2 separate regions of the Mus musculus genome follow, and region 1 is linked to region 2. A link is a contact called in public HiChIP or PLAC-seq data. All regions are on one chromosome and are shown on one strand. Each heading gives the region's core, a stretch centred on a gene start, on an enhancer-like site or on the middle of the called end of the contact. The rest is flanking DNA. Distances are from core to core; before and after follow the strand shown.

Region 1 (5,998 bases), core at 2,858-5,357, 130 kb after region 2:
TGCTTCTTAGAACAGTAGCCAAAGGCATGAGACAAAATGTGAGTTGCACAATCCTGTGTGGTACATGATGCAGAAGTCAGGAAGCTGAAGTCAGTTCCCACTTTCTGTGACAAGACTAGGAGGGCATCCCAACTCAATCTCTTAGCTGGACTGGCAAGTGCATGTAGGTACCTATTTGACAGCTAGTCCTGGGCAGTCATGTTTTTCCAGACCTCATCTTCTGGAGGATGACTGCAGATGGGGCAGAGGCAGTCTAGACCTAAATGGACCCACAGATATCTGGATTACTTAGTGTCTTAGTTACTTTTCCTGTTGCTATGATAATTATACCCTGACAAAAGCAACTTAAAGGAGAAAGGATTTATCTTGACACATATTTGAGGGTACAAGTTATGATGATGGGGAAGGCATGGCTTGCAAGAGCTTGAGGCAGCTGGTTACGTTGAATCTGAAAAAAGGAAGTGGAGAAATGAAATGTTCCTATTCAGCTCACTTTCTCCTTTTAATTCAGTACTGGACCTCAACCCATAGAATAGTGTTGCCCACAGTGAATGTAGACAGTTCCACACAGACATGCTAAGAGCCTAACCTAATCCAGAGATTCTCTCACAGGTATACTCAGAGCTTTGTCTCCTAGGTGATTCTAGATCCTGTAGTTTGACATATTAACTATCATTCTTGGGTACCTCTTATTCCCTATGAACGTTGTCACCTGGTGGCATTGACATAATATCACCTACTTTTTAGATTCGGGTCCTTGTCTGTTGTTACTGTGGATTTCAAGAAGCTAAGAAATGCAGGCTAGATCTGTAGTCAGCAAAAACTATGGTCAAACCCCAGCACTGCCTCTTGCTGGCTCCTTAACCTTATGCTGACTCTGATTAGGGCTTTATTTTCAAGCATCTGAAATACAGAGTGGTTATAGTACCTGTGGTGGTTTTGCCCAGGGGGTGGTACTATTAGGAGGTGTGGCCTTCTTGGAGTAGGTTTGGCTTTGTTGGAGAAAGTGTCACTGTGGGGATGGGCTTTGAGACCTTCTCCTAGCTGCTTGAAAGAGCCAGTCTTCTCTTAGCTGCTTTCTGGTCAAGATGTAAAACTCTTGGCTCCTCTAGTACCATGCCTGCCTGGACGGTACCATGATGATAATGGACTGAACCTCAAAACCAGTAAGCCAGCCCCAATTAGAGTTGCCTTGGTCATGGTATCTCTTTACAGCAATGGAAACCTTATCTAAGACAGTATCTTCCCATAGACAACTGAAGGCTACACGAGACAAGTATGTGGTGTCTAGGATGGTATTTAACATACAGCAAAGTAGCTCTGTTTTTGTTACCTACTATTGCTTCAGTTTTATTTTATTATCATTATTTTATATACCTGGTAGCAAAATAGGAAGGCCACTGTCTGACCTAAACCTTTCTCTTTCCTAAAAGTAGCTCTGACAAAAAATCTTTATTTAAATTCTGACAACAGAGACTGAAGAGGTGGCTTCATCAATACAAGCATGAGGATCTGAATTTAGATCTCCAGCACCCATGCAGGAGGCTAGATGCATTAGTACATGTCCCTATTCCTGACACCAAGGAGACATTGAGGAGGCAGAACTAGATGGACCCCTGGAGCTTTCTGGTTGGCCAGTCTAGGTGAATTGGTGAGCTCCAAGTTCAATGAGAATGTATTAGAAAATACAGTGGACAGTGATTGAGGAAGAAACCCAGCATTGGCTTCTGGATTTCACACACATGCTCATTCACATGTATGTGTACTCTCACACATACATTACATACACACATGTACTTGCTTATGCACACACAGTCCCAACATCAACAGGTGACATCTCTAAGCAATATCTAAGTCTAGATACCTGCTCCCCTGTACTAGATCCTGGTAAAACACCGTCTTCCTCTGATCTCTATCTGAAACAGACATTGGGTAAACTCTTATGCCTGTGAGCACACCTCTATTTCCCTCTTTAGCATTTACAACTCCTCATTAGACTAAAGCCAGGCTAATCACAGGTGGAAGGCTTGAAAGAAGGATTTGATGTAGTTTGATATTTGCCAAACTATACCAAAGATCAGGGTTATATTCCAACGGGTCAAACCCATGATGGCTTGGAGGAAGAAATAGAGGAGGGTCCTTCTGTATTTTTTTCTCTGCATACCAAGAATGAGAACTGAAGAGCAGATTGAGTTTCCTGCTAAGACTGGTGTCTTTGCACCAGGTTGAGAAAGAGTCTTGGGTACTGATTGGTGAAATGCCTGCCATGAATACACAGGCTAAGACTGAATTTTTCATTGGGAATCATGTTGAAGGAAATCATGTGAGGACTAAGAAATTGCTAACCTAGAGACATTAGGACTTTGGGGAGACTATTATTACTACACCTTCCCAGGAATTCACTTCTCAAGCTACATTTGGCTGCATAGCTGTTAGCCTTACTATACCCTGGCCAGTGGTCCAGGAAGAAGCAGGGATACCTGGTCAGAGTTGGGGATTCTGTAGCTCTGATTGGTACTGAGAGTCTAGCAAGTCATCTGGTCTTCCTTTGTTGCTGTTGAATGGGAGGCATATTACTAACAATTAACTATCACCTAGTGCTTTTGGGTGATCCTCATTTCCAGTATGTTGACCATAGAGGGATGTCCAGGGAATGGCCTGAGATTTGGAAGTAGCATTGTTGCTTCCATTAGTTTGCTGCTCCATAGCTCATTATTTTTGTGCATACACCCATTCTGCTGCTTGGGCCAAGTGCTGCCGTAGGTACACAGTAGTGAGCCAGACCTTATAGGGAATTTAGTGTTGGAACCACCTGGTAAACTTCCACAAAACATCCATTCTACCCCAGTGTTGATATAGTCTGTCTGGGAGTGGCCTGGATAGTGACTCTCCTAAAACTTTACAGGTCTGAGAGAAAACAAACAAATAAACAACCAAGTGAAAGAATGCCCGAGTAAAGGGATGGCATCCCTAGGATGGTTGCAGCAGGGCCCCAGCATGGAGAGCATCATTTACTCTAAGCCAGGCTGTCCTTGGTTGCTCTGTGGCAGGCCTGGACTTAGATCACTGGGAAGTTCTGCCTCGCTTGCGAAGTAAAACAGAGTTCTGAGCACCACCCGTTTTTTTACCCCCTGCACAAAACTGGATGACTGACAGTCACAGATCTTTGCTTTCCAGGCTCTTCATTTGTGAAAATTTCAACATTTGTAAAATTTAAAATTTGTGAAAGTTTATTAAAATAGAAGCGAGCATAGGGTTTGCATTTATGTTTCCTACTTGCTCCCAGCATTCAGAAGCAGCAGCACTGATATTCCAGGTGACTTTTCTGCTGCAGGGTATCATGTCCTCTGAGTAGTGTGCAGAAGTGAGGTTTTCAGTCACAGAGATGCTTTGGAGCAGATGAGAGCAGTTCAAGTCCAGTGCTTCCTCTCCTTTTAGAATTGGTAAGTTAGAGTCAGACCTGGAACCCAGTTCCTGACTCTGTCTCCAGCTCTTCCTAGGATTCTGGGTCCTTCTCCCCTAACTGGTCCTCCCATCTCCCTCACCCTACCCCTTAATTTACTAGTTCTTCATTCCATTCCTACTGTGAGACTATATCTGCTTTTTGTACTTTAGGAATGAGAAGGAGGTCATTGCCTGACTGAGGTTAGGGTACTTTGTAGGGGGCCATAGTATGAATACCATATCTCCACACTCTGACAATCTCAGCCTTAGCCCCTTCCTGGACTTCCAGATACCTTTCTGATGCACTTTGAGGGTCACCCAAAAGCACCCTGCCCCTGCAACCCATGGAACCTAAATCTTCTTTCTTCAAAGCTACAGGCATGCACTCTTCTTTCCCTCCTACTGGCAACCTGGGCTCCAAAAAAAAAAAAAAAAAATGGCTTTGACATGTGACTTCTCTAAGTGCCACCAACTGTGTAAAACCTGGGCTTTCTATTTATGATATTCCCAAGATATGTGACAAGCACAAGGCACTGGTAAAACTAGAGACCAGAATGAGGGGGGAAAGAGGCACAGGAAGATGGCATTTGGTGAGGGTGTGTTTGTGTAATGTGCCATATGTCATTTTTATTCATATACAACATCATTCTTGAAGTAATCAGAACCAGCTCAGCTGTTGCTAACTAAATACCAAATGTTTCCCTTTTCCTGCTCCTTCCAGGGGGCAGACTGTGAGGAACTGCCCTTACTCAGGACGCTATCACTCCTCTCTAACGTCACAGACTATTTTTCCTCAGAGCAAAAGCCAGACTGCTTTTTCCAGCTTTGGCAGGAACATTTGAGAGAAAGTTGATTTCAAATCACCTTCTCTGTTTATTGTATCAGATCTGGAATGTGGCAGAATGGAGGCTTGTGGACTTTAATTCAGTCTCCACATGGGTTTCCTATATTGTCTTAGGGACCATGAAGAACTTGTTTCCTTGCCAATAACCTGGTGTTTCAGGGAAATACAGTTAAATAGAGTACAATGACATGGGTATCTATCTGGTGGAGAAATGGCAGCAGGAATCCTTTTTGGGGGCCTCCCCATCTCCACCCCCAGTTTACTATAACATGTGGTTTCATTTCAGAGGGCTCCGGTGTTAGCATTTCCATTTCCTCAGGAAGCCACATTTCATTCTTGTTCTTATTCCTGAAATGGAACCTACATTTTCCTTGGCTCAAGTTCAAGGAGTGCCTGGGGCAACAATGAAAACAGTCCTAAGCAGGTTCCAGTCATGGTCACCCCTCCCTACACTGCCACCCATGGATGTTCCATGTTTGCTATAGAAGGATTGCGGCCAAGACTCCAAAAGCCCCAGGGGGCGGGGTGGGTATTGGGTGGTCAGTGTTGAACTCAGGTCTTGTGGATATCAGAGGGGAGCTCTGGTGTCCTCTGTGTCTGTGTTCTGGCCTTCTGTTGGGGAGATCTGCTTGCCCACTAAGTGCCCACATACCACAGAGTCTTAATTAAGAAAGTATGTTCCCATTTCACGTAACTGGGAAAGAATGAAAACAATGACAACATTTATTTATCTTCACTATCAATATCATTACTGTTTCTGAGTCTTAAAGGAATTAACTTCTTAACCGCAGGCATGAGCTATTGAGAGACATGTGGCTTCATTCAGAGTGAGGGTCTCCATGCAAGGGAAAGCTGGTAATAGATCCAAGCCCTCCCAGAGCTTGAATCCAGTGGCTCAAGGACAGAAAAGCAACTCAGCTTGAGAGCCCGTTGTCAGGGTGTCAAGCCTTTTTACATTGGTTCTATTTACTTACCTTTCAGAGACTTCAATGCAATAAAAGCCTTCATTTCTATCATCTGTCATCCTGGCTGCTATTCACACAAGACAGACCATATGCTGGGACTGGGTGGGGTGCTCTTATGTGTTAGTGTCAGCAGTTCATGGGGCAGCTGAGCCTCTGGAATGGGATTTACCCAAGACAAACTCATTACCCAGAGCCACTTGCTGACTGTTAGCATTATTTCTGTGGGTAGTTGGGTAATCCTGTTATATAGAGGGGATATCTCAGGCATTGTGGTCTCTATACACTACTATAAATTGTAACCACCTGCTGTGAAAGACAGCCATGATATAGATTTGGCAAAATCCACACCCAGCTGAGGATATCCATACGCTGAGCCGAAGGATACAGGTAGGACTCAGATCCCAACATCATGAGCTCTGTAGGAGTTCTTGCCCAGTCATGCAGCCCCGTCTGCCTCTGGGATGCAAGAAGGGTAGGATGTTTGGCTATTTCCAAGATGGTGTACTAATCATCAGTGAAAACATACTTTCTAGAATCTCTGTGCAGATCCAGCTTTGAGTGGAAGGGGAAGCAGTGCTTAATTGTGCATAGGCTTTCATTTTCAGTCATCCAAATACTGTTCAGGGCTGAAAGGCTTATTAGTCAGCCTATTTTTGTTGTAATAAACTGAAATTTAAAACAAATGAGCTTAAGGGTAAAAGGGAATCTGTTGGTTCATGTAACAAACAAACAAACAAACACAAAA
Region 2 (6,270 bases), core at 46-2,545:
TAGTTCCAGGACAGCAAGGGCTACACAAGGAAATTTTATCAAAAAAGGAAACAAAACAAAAATGTTTTGGAGATGAAATATTATGGCTTAGTGTTTAACAGCACTCACTGCTCTTACAGAGGACCCAGGCAGCAGAATCAGGAACTATAGGCCAGCCTGGGTTTTATGAATCCCTGTTTCAAAAAAAAAAAAAAAGTGGGAAAAAATGGTGAAAAAAGTCAATAAACGGGCTGGAGAGATGGCTCAGTGGTTAAGAGCACTGACTGCTCTTCTGAAGGTCCTGAATTCAAGTCCCAGCAACCACATGGTGGCTCACAACCATCCATAAGGAGATGAGATGTGACACCCTCTTCTGATGTGTCTGAAGACAGCTAAAGTGTACTTACATATAACTTTCTTTTTGAGAGAGATTCCTTCATCACACGTTGGGGCTCTGGGAATGAGAGTCTGTAGTAAAGTCTAAGTTTAGATTGCTTAGAACAGTAGTAATTCCTGTGCTGTCAGGTGCTCAAGTTGTTTGCTCAACTCTCTGTCTTCTGACAAGCAAACTTAACTCTTCTTGTAGACAAGTGAGGCCCACTGATCCAAGTCCAGACACTAGGCAAGTGGTGGTGGCAGATATACCCACTAGGAAAAAGACTATCACTAACTGTTAGAACCAGCACTAGTCTGGTAACCACACTTAAAACACCATTAGCTCCAATGCTTAATGACTGTTTTCCATTTCTCTAGGCCCCTCCCTATTTCCTGGCTGCTCTGGGGACAGCCGGCTTTTCCTTCTCTTGGACACAGAAGCCTCAGACTAGTTTCAGAACGGATATCCGGCCCGAAAGGCCCAGAGGAGGCAAAGGCCTCATTGTTCCCTGGGACCTGGCAGCCCCGCCCCCAGCTCTTAGGACTCTCCTCGAAAGACTCCAGGTGACCGGACAGCTAATTTCCCAGCATTAGAAGTTTTGGGGAAAGAGGAGCTGGGACCAGATCTGGAGTCCGAGGTTCTGAAAGTGTAAGGAGCCAAGTGCTCCAAGATAAACAAGCCTGGAATTTGAATGCCTTTTCATGCTGGCTTGGCTTGTTACTCATCAACATTTCCACAGAAGATTCGATTTCTTATGTGTTTTTAGTAATTCGACTACAATATGTTTGGTTATAATGAAAATCTTGGGGTTTTGGGCTCCCGGGCTTGCAAAGTGAAGCTGCTCTGTGCGTGGGGATCCCGAGAGTCCCAGGCGCCTGCCTTCTGGTTCCCATAGACGCGCCGTCGCCAGGGGGCGCGCATACTTCGTGCCTAGAGATCAGCGGCCGCCAGGTCGCCCCGGGCTGGCCGAACCCCTTGCTGCCCGGAAACAAAGTGCACCTTTGTCAGAGACCTGGCGCGTGTGAGCGGCAGACGGCGGGCCGCGCGGAACCCCAGGAGCGCGCCTTCGCTCGGGTCTCAGCTCACTCCTGGGCCTCCCACAGCAGCGTTCTGCCGCCTTGGCTTGTGCTTTCCGCTTTCTCGGATCTTGGCGGGACAGGAAAGGGACTCTGCGCTCCAGGAGTGGGGGTTTCGTTTTGGCTGAGTCGTTTTTGACTCCTGCCGGCGAGGCTGGGCCGCCTGGGCTCAGCGCCATACCGGCAGCAGTCCTGCTCCACAGTCCCGGTGCAATAGAGCCCTCGCCCCGTCAGACGCGGGACTACAATTCCCAGCACTCCTCGCGTTCAGAGCGCGCGGTGGGAGTTGCCTCCGGGCAGACGCCTGCGCGCTGCAGCGGCTCGAGCCTGGAGTACCACACCCCCGGGAGGGGAACGAGGGGAGGCTGAAGCATCCGAAGCATTAAAGCATCCGAGGGAGCCGGAGGGGAGGAGAATGGAGTGACAGAGACGCGCGGAGGGTGGGGGGTGGGGGGGAAAGTGTTGAGGGAGGGGGGAGGGGGGACACAGAGGGAGGAAGAAGCGGCGGCGGCGTCTCTTCGGTGCAGAGGGGGAAACTCCGCGGGCTCCGAGAAAGAATAATGCGGTAGCAGGCAGGCTGCTTGCTCTGGGGTTTGGCAGCAGCGGCGGCAGCTCGAGCAGTGGCAGCGGCAGCGGCATCACCCCAGACGCTGACAGCACAGCCGGCCGGCTCCCTCGCTGACTGCCGACTGTCAATGGAGCTGGAAAACATCGTGGCCAACACGGTCTTGCTGAAAGCCCGGGAAGGTAAGCTCGGGTGGTCCGGTGCGTGCACGGCGCGTTTGCCGCGGGCCGGGGTGCGGGTGTCGGGTGACAAGCGGGCGTGCAGGATGCTCACAGTGAGTTGGTGCGAGTGGTACAGCTTGGAGATCTGTCTGCAAATATTGAGAGACTTCTGAGCCTTGGGCTCAGAAGATAGGGACCGGGGCAAAGACAGTTGCAGGGACGAGTTAAGATGCTAAAATATCCTCTAGTTTCCAACTGAACCTTAGAAATCGTTCGATCTCCGCAGCTGTTGAAAGGGCAGTTGGAAAAGCATTCTTTTAGGAGATAGAAGCAAGAAAACGTGCCAATAAAACAGTCTTTAGAGTTGGCCCGGGATGGTTTTAAGAATGTGAAAAAACTCTCTCCTCTCTCTCTTTCTCCTCTCTCCTCTGTCTCTTCTCTTTCTCCTCTCCTCTGTTTCTTCTCTTCCAATCCTCTTCTCTCTCTCTCTCTCTCTCTCTCTCTCTCTCTCTCTCTCTCTCTCTCTCTCTCTCTCTCTCTCTCTCTCTCTCTCTCGTGTATGTGTGTGTGTGTGTGTGTGTGTGTGTGTGTGTGTGTGTGTTGTGGGATTGGAATTAGCAAAAACCAAGTCTTTGCTTGCGCAGGCTGAGTTGATAAAGACTATTGGTGGAAATCATCCTCTGGGAAATTTTCTTAGGGAAATCCCGTCGTTGTGTGGAAGGAAGCCTTTTAAAGGCAAAGTAAGATGTTGAGGAATTAGCCAGTTTATAGAATAATGAAAGGGCGGCTTTACAAGTCACTGAGAAAATAATTTAAATTTTTTTAGGGTGGATTGTTGTTATTAACCACCCCAGCTCCCACCCTGAGGTAGATAAGGCTTAGTTATAGACAAGTGTGCTGCTGTGTTTTGTATGCATCTCACTAAATTTCTGCATTTAGCTGTCAGGAATAGGTAAGATCCTTAGTAATACCCAGTACCAGGCATTTTGATTTTTGATTTTTGATTTGAAAAAGTATTTGGGGTGACAGAAACTTCGATGTCCAAAAAGGTTTGTGTTACATGAATGTAAACATACATATTTAGGAAAACTTGGAATTTATGTAACATCGCATTTGCCAAGATTTGGATTCTGGTGTGCAACCATTCTATAAGAAGGGGGAGGGTTTGTTGTTGTTGTTGTTGTTTTCCTGTCCTGGGAGAAAATTGTATTTGATATCCAGGGCAGACAGAGTAAGTTTTTTCCCTTCAGAAGGATTCTCTGCAAGTAGCCCGGGAAAATGCCATCCCTACTTCATAATGTTTTCATTCAGCCACTTTGATGAATGAAGGAAGATTTTCTGGCCAGCAATAAAACAACTCATGTTTATCCAGCCCATTCCACCACCTTGTGGCTCAGTACATGGTGTGTGGTGGTATACAACCCACCTTGTGCTATATTTCAGCAACTCATCTTGACACTTTGAGGTCACTTGTCATCCTAAAACAGCCACCTGGAAGGCTTGTTTTGGAAGTCCCCAAAGGAGGAAATGCTCTGAAATCTGAGTAGAGTTTCAGATATTTAGGTCTCCCTCCTCTACTGCCCTTTCCCCTAACTTATTTAGAGGTGGGACTAAAGTTTTTGTCCCCTCACCTCCACTAACCTGATATTTTTAGTGAAGTAATACTAGGTGTAGAGTAGGCAGTTCTTCACTGGGATGGGGACAGTGTCTGGAGGTGAAGAAGAAAGCTCCTGCCTGCAAGCTTTGCAGCCTGCCACCTAGTGGTGGGACACAATGGTACATCTCAGGACTCCAGGTTGGGCAAATTGTCTATTAATTCTAAAATTATTTCTTGGGAAATCTCTGGGTATGATTCTATGGGAATCTCTGGGCATGGAGGCCTTTGTATGTTCCACTGATTTATTCTGTTTCCCGGGAGTTAGCTCCTTTGGATTCTCTATGCTATACATTTATTTATTCCCTCAGCACTGACTTCTTTGCGAATGTTTCACTTAGAGTTAGAAAGTTTTCCCCATCTCCAGTTATTATCTCCACTGTTTTTACTGAATACTGGCTGGTATTTTTGTTTATCGGGTTAGTATATAGGTTTTTCCGGAGTCTTAGAGAGGAAAGCTGTGGACTAGAAGTATAAGTGGAATGATGGACTCCCATTGGGGCCAAATTACTGTGATTAGAAGTACTCAAGAATGTGCCCTTTGTTTTTTTTCCTTTTAAAGTCTTTTAGTTTTCCTGTGAGAGTTCAATAGACATCTCCTGGTGAGAAACAGCTTTTAAGAATGCTTTCCAGATGAGAGGGCTTTGCCTGCAAGGAAACAGAGAAATTGACATATGAGCGATAAATTAATCATGTACATGGAAGCTCAATTTTAAAACTTGTATTTAACGTTTCCCCTTTTATGTCTAAAAAGAGTCTACAATTTTAAGTACTTCTGTTCAATAAAGACTAGGACTTTATTGAGGCTTTAAACTTATCCCAATTAACATGGAAGAGTCTAGAAATAAACACATGTTCTTTTTAAAGTTTTCTACTTAAAGTCATCTTACTGAATTTTAGTAATTCTCCAAATAACTGTATTATTTAGATATTCAGAAATGAATGTTTCCAGAGGTAGAATTTTTGCCTAGCATGTAAAAGGCCTTGATTTGGTCCCTAGCACTATTTTTCCATTTATGTAAAAGGAAGGAAGGAAAGGAAAAAAAAGGGGGGGGGAATGATGGGAATTGAGAAAGGGAGGAAGAGAAAGATAGATGGAAAAAAAAAAGCTAGGATATAAAAGTGTTTACCTAGCAGGCACCAAACCCCCTGGCTTTGATCCCTATCAGGAATAAACTGTGTGTGGTTACACTGGACTGTCAATCCCGCCCTTGGGAGGTAGATAGGAGGATCCTAAATTCAAGGTCAGCCGCCCTGTCTTGGTGTTGATGTCCAAGTTTAATATGAGATACTATTAAAAAATAGAGAAAAGAAAGAAAGAAAAATTCTAGCTAGGCTAGTGAAGTAACTAATATAGATTTTGTAGTACATAGAAAACAAGCAAACTCCAAAGCACCAAGTTGTTTAAAATGTTTTAAAAACACTTCTTGAAGATTGTTTTGAATGGTTACAGATGAGAAATATAATTGGTGAATGTGAAATTTAAGCAAGTTCTCTTCCCAAAATACATTGTAAACAATTTTAAATGTGGCTTTCAAATAAAAGTCACATTTGTTCCAAAGAGTACAAACCTGAAAGAAAGACAGATATACTTTGTGAATGTTGTAAAGTGATTTGTCCATATAGTGAGTACCTTTGACCACCCCCCCCCACCTCCCCTTTGAGACAAGGTCTGTGCTGCCCACACTGACCTTAAACCCCCAACCAGGCTGGCCTTGAATTTTTGGTGTTCTTGCCTCCACTACCCAAGTGCTGGGATTTACAGATCTGTGCCACAATGCCCAGACTTCTTTCCTTAAATAGTGAAAGTTTATTAAAACTAAGAGTGAAAAGCTAGGCATATGTAGCAATGCACACCTTTAATCCCAGCACACAAGAGGTAGGCTAGTGGTCTCTGTGAGTTTGAGGTCCCCCTCCTGTATATGGAGGGTTCTAGGCTAGTCAGGAATATGCCTAATGAGACAATGTCTCAACCAACCAACCAACCAACCAACCAACCAACCAACCAACCAACCAACCAACCTACAAAACAAAGAAACAAATTAATTTGTTTGCTTTCTTTTTTCTTGTTCTTCTCACTGTGCATCCCTGCTAATTGACTATGTAGATCAGGTTGACCTCACAGAGATCTGCCTGCCTCTGAGTTTCAATTTTGTGAGTTGTTTTGAGATTTATTTATTTATTTATTTTTGTGTATTTTGATGTGTATGAGTTCTGTATTTGCCTGTATGCCTGTGTGACAGAAGAGAGCATCAAATCCCATTATAGATGGTTGTGAACCACCACATGGTTGCTGGAAATTTTACTCAGGACCTCTGGAAGAGCAGCCAGTGCTTTTAACTGCTAAGCCAACTCTTCAGTTGTTTTGAAATAACAAAATATGGTAATATAATTTCAAAATGCTAAACCTACTGAAGTGTATTGTGTGACTTGTTTATTTGTCTTGTATGAGAAAGCAT

What was found. HiChIP or PLAC-seq counts read pairs in DNA pulled down with a chosen protein or histone mark.
Region 1: an H3K27ac HiChIP or PLAC-seq map of heart atrium shows a contact between it and region 2, with 8 read pairs. The contact joins the enhancer-like site here to the promoter of Grk5 in region 2. A contact is called at or near these places in 9 of 39 promoter capture datasets (the C10 cell line, the HPC-7 cell line, cranial neural crest and 5 more), 1 of 15 datasets of contacts at CTCF or cohesin (CD8 T cells), 3 of 484 Hi-C or Micro-C datasets (bone marrow-derived macrophages and cortical neurons), 17 of 115 datasets of contacts at active chromatin or transcription factors (the 230-238 cell line, acute myeloid leukemia, bone marrow-derived macrophages and 12 more) and 3 of 9 other capture datasets (adipose tissue, liver and pancreatic islet).

Annotation. Positions count from the first base shown.
Region 1 is chr19:61,017,609-61,023,606 of GRCm38.p6, forward strand. The region is part of intron 2 of Grk5 (G protein-coupled receptor kinase 5); the gene reads left to right. Among named protein-coding and RNA genes, the nearest start is that of Gm22520, 7.1 kb to the left of the region's middle. Within about 2 kb of position 4,108, at least 22 of the 459 cell types and tissues checked have an H3K27ac peak or open chromatin away from gene starts, as enhancers often do. A contact at or near this core is called in heart atrium and pancreatic islet, where this site is marked.
Region 2 is chr19:60,888,454-60,894,723 of GRCm38.p6, forward strand. Grk5 (G protein-coupled receptor kinase 5) reads left to right here and starts at 1,296. Exons shown (of 16, transcript NM_018869.3): 1 at 1,296-2,178. The coding sequence starts at 2,127.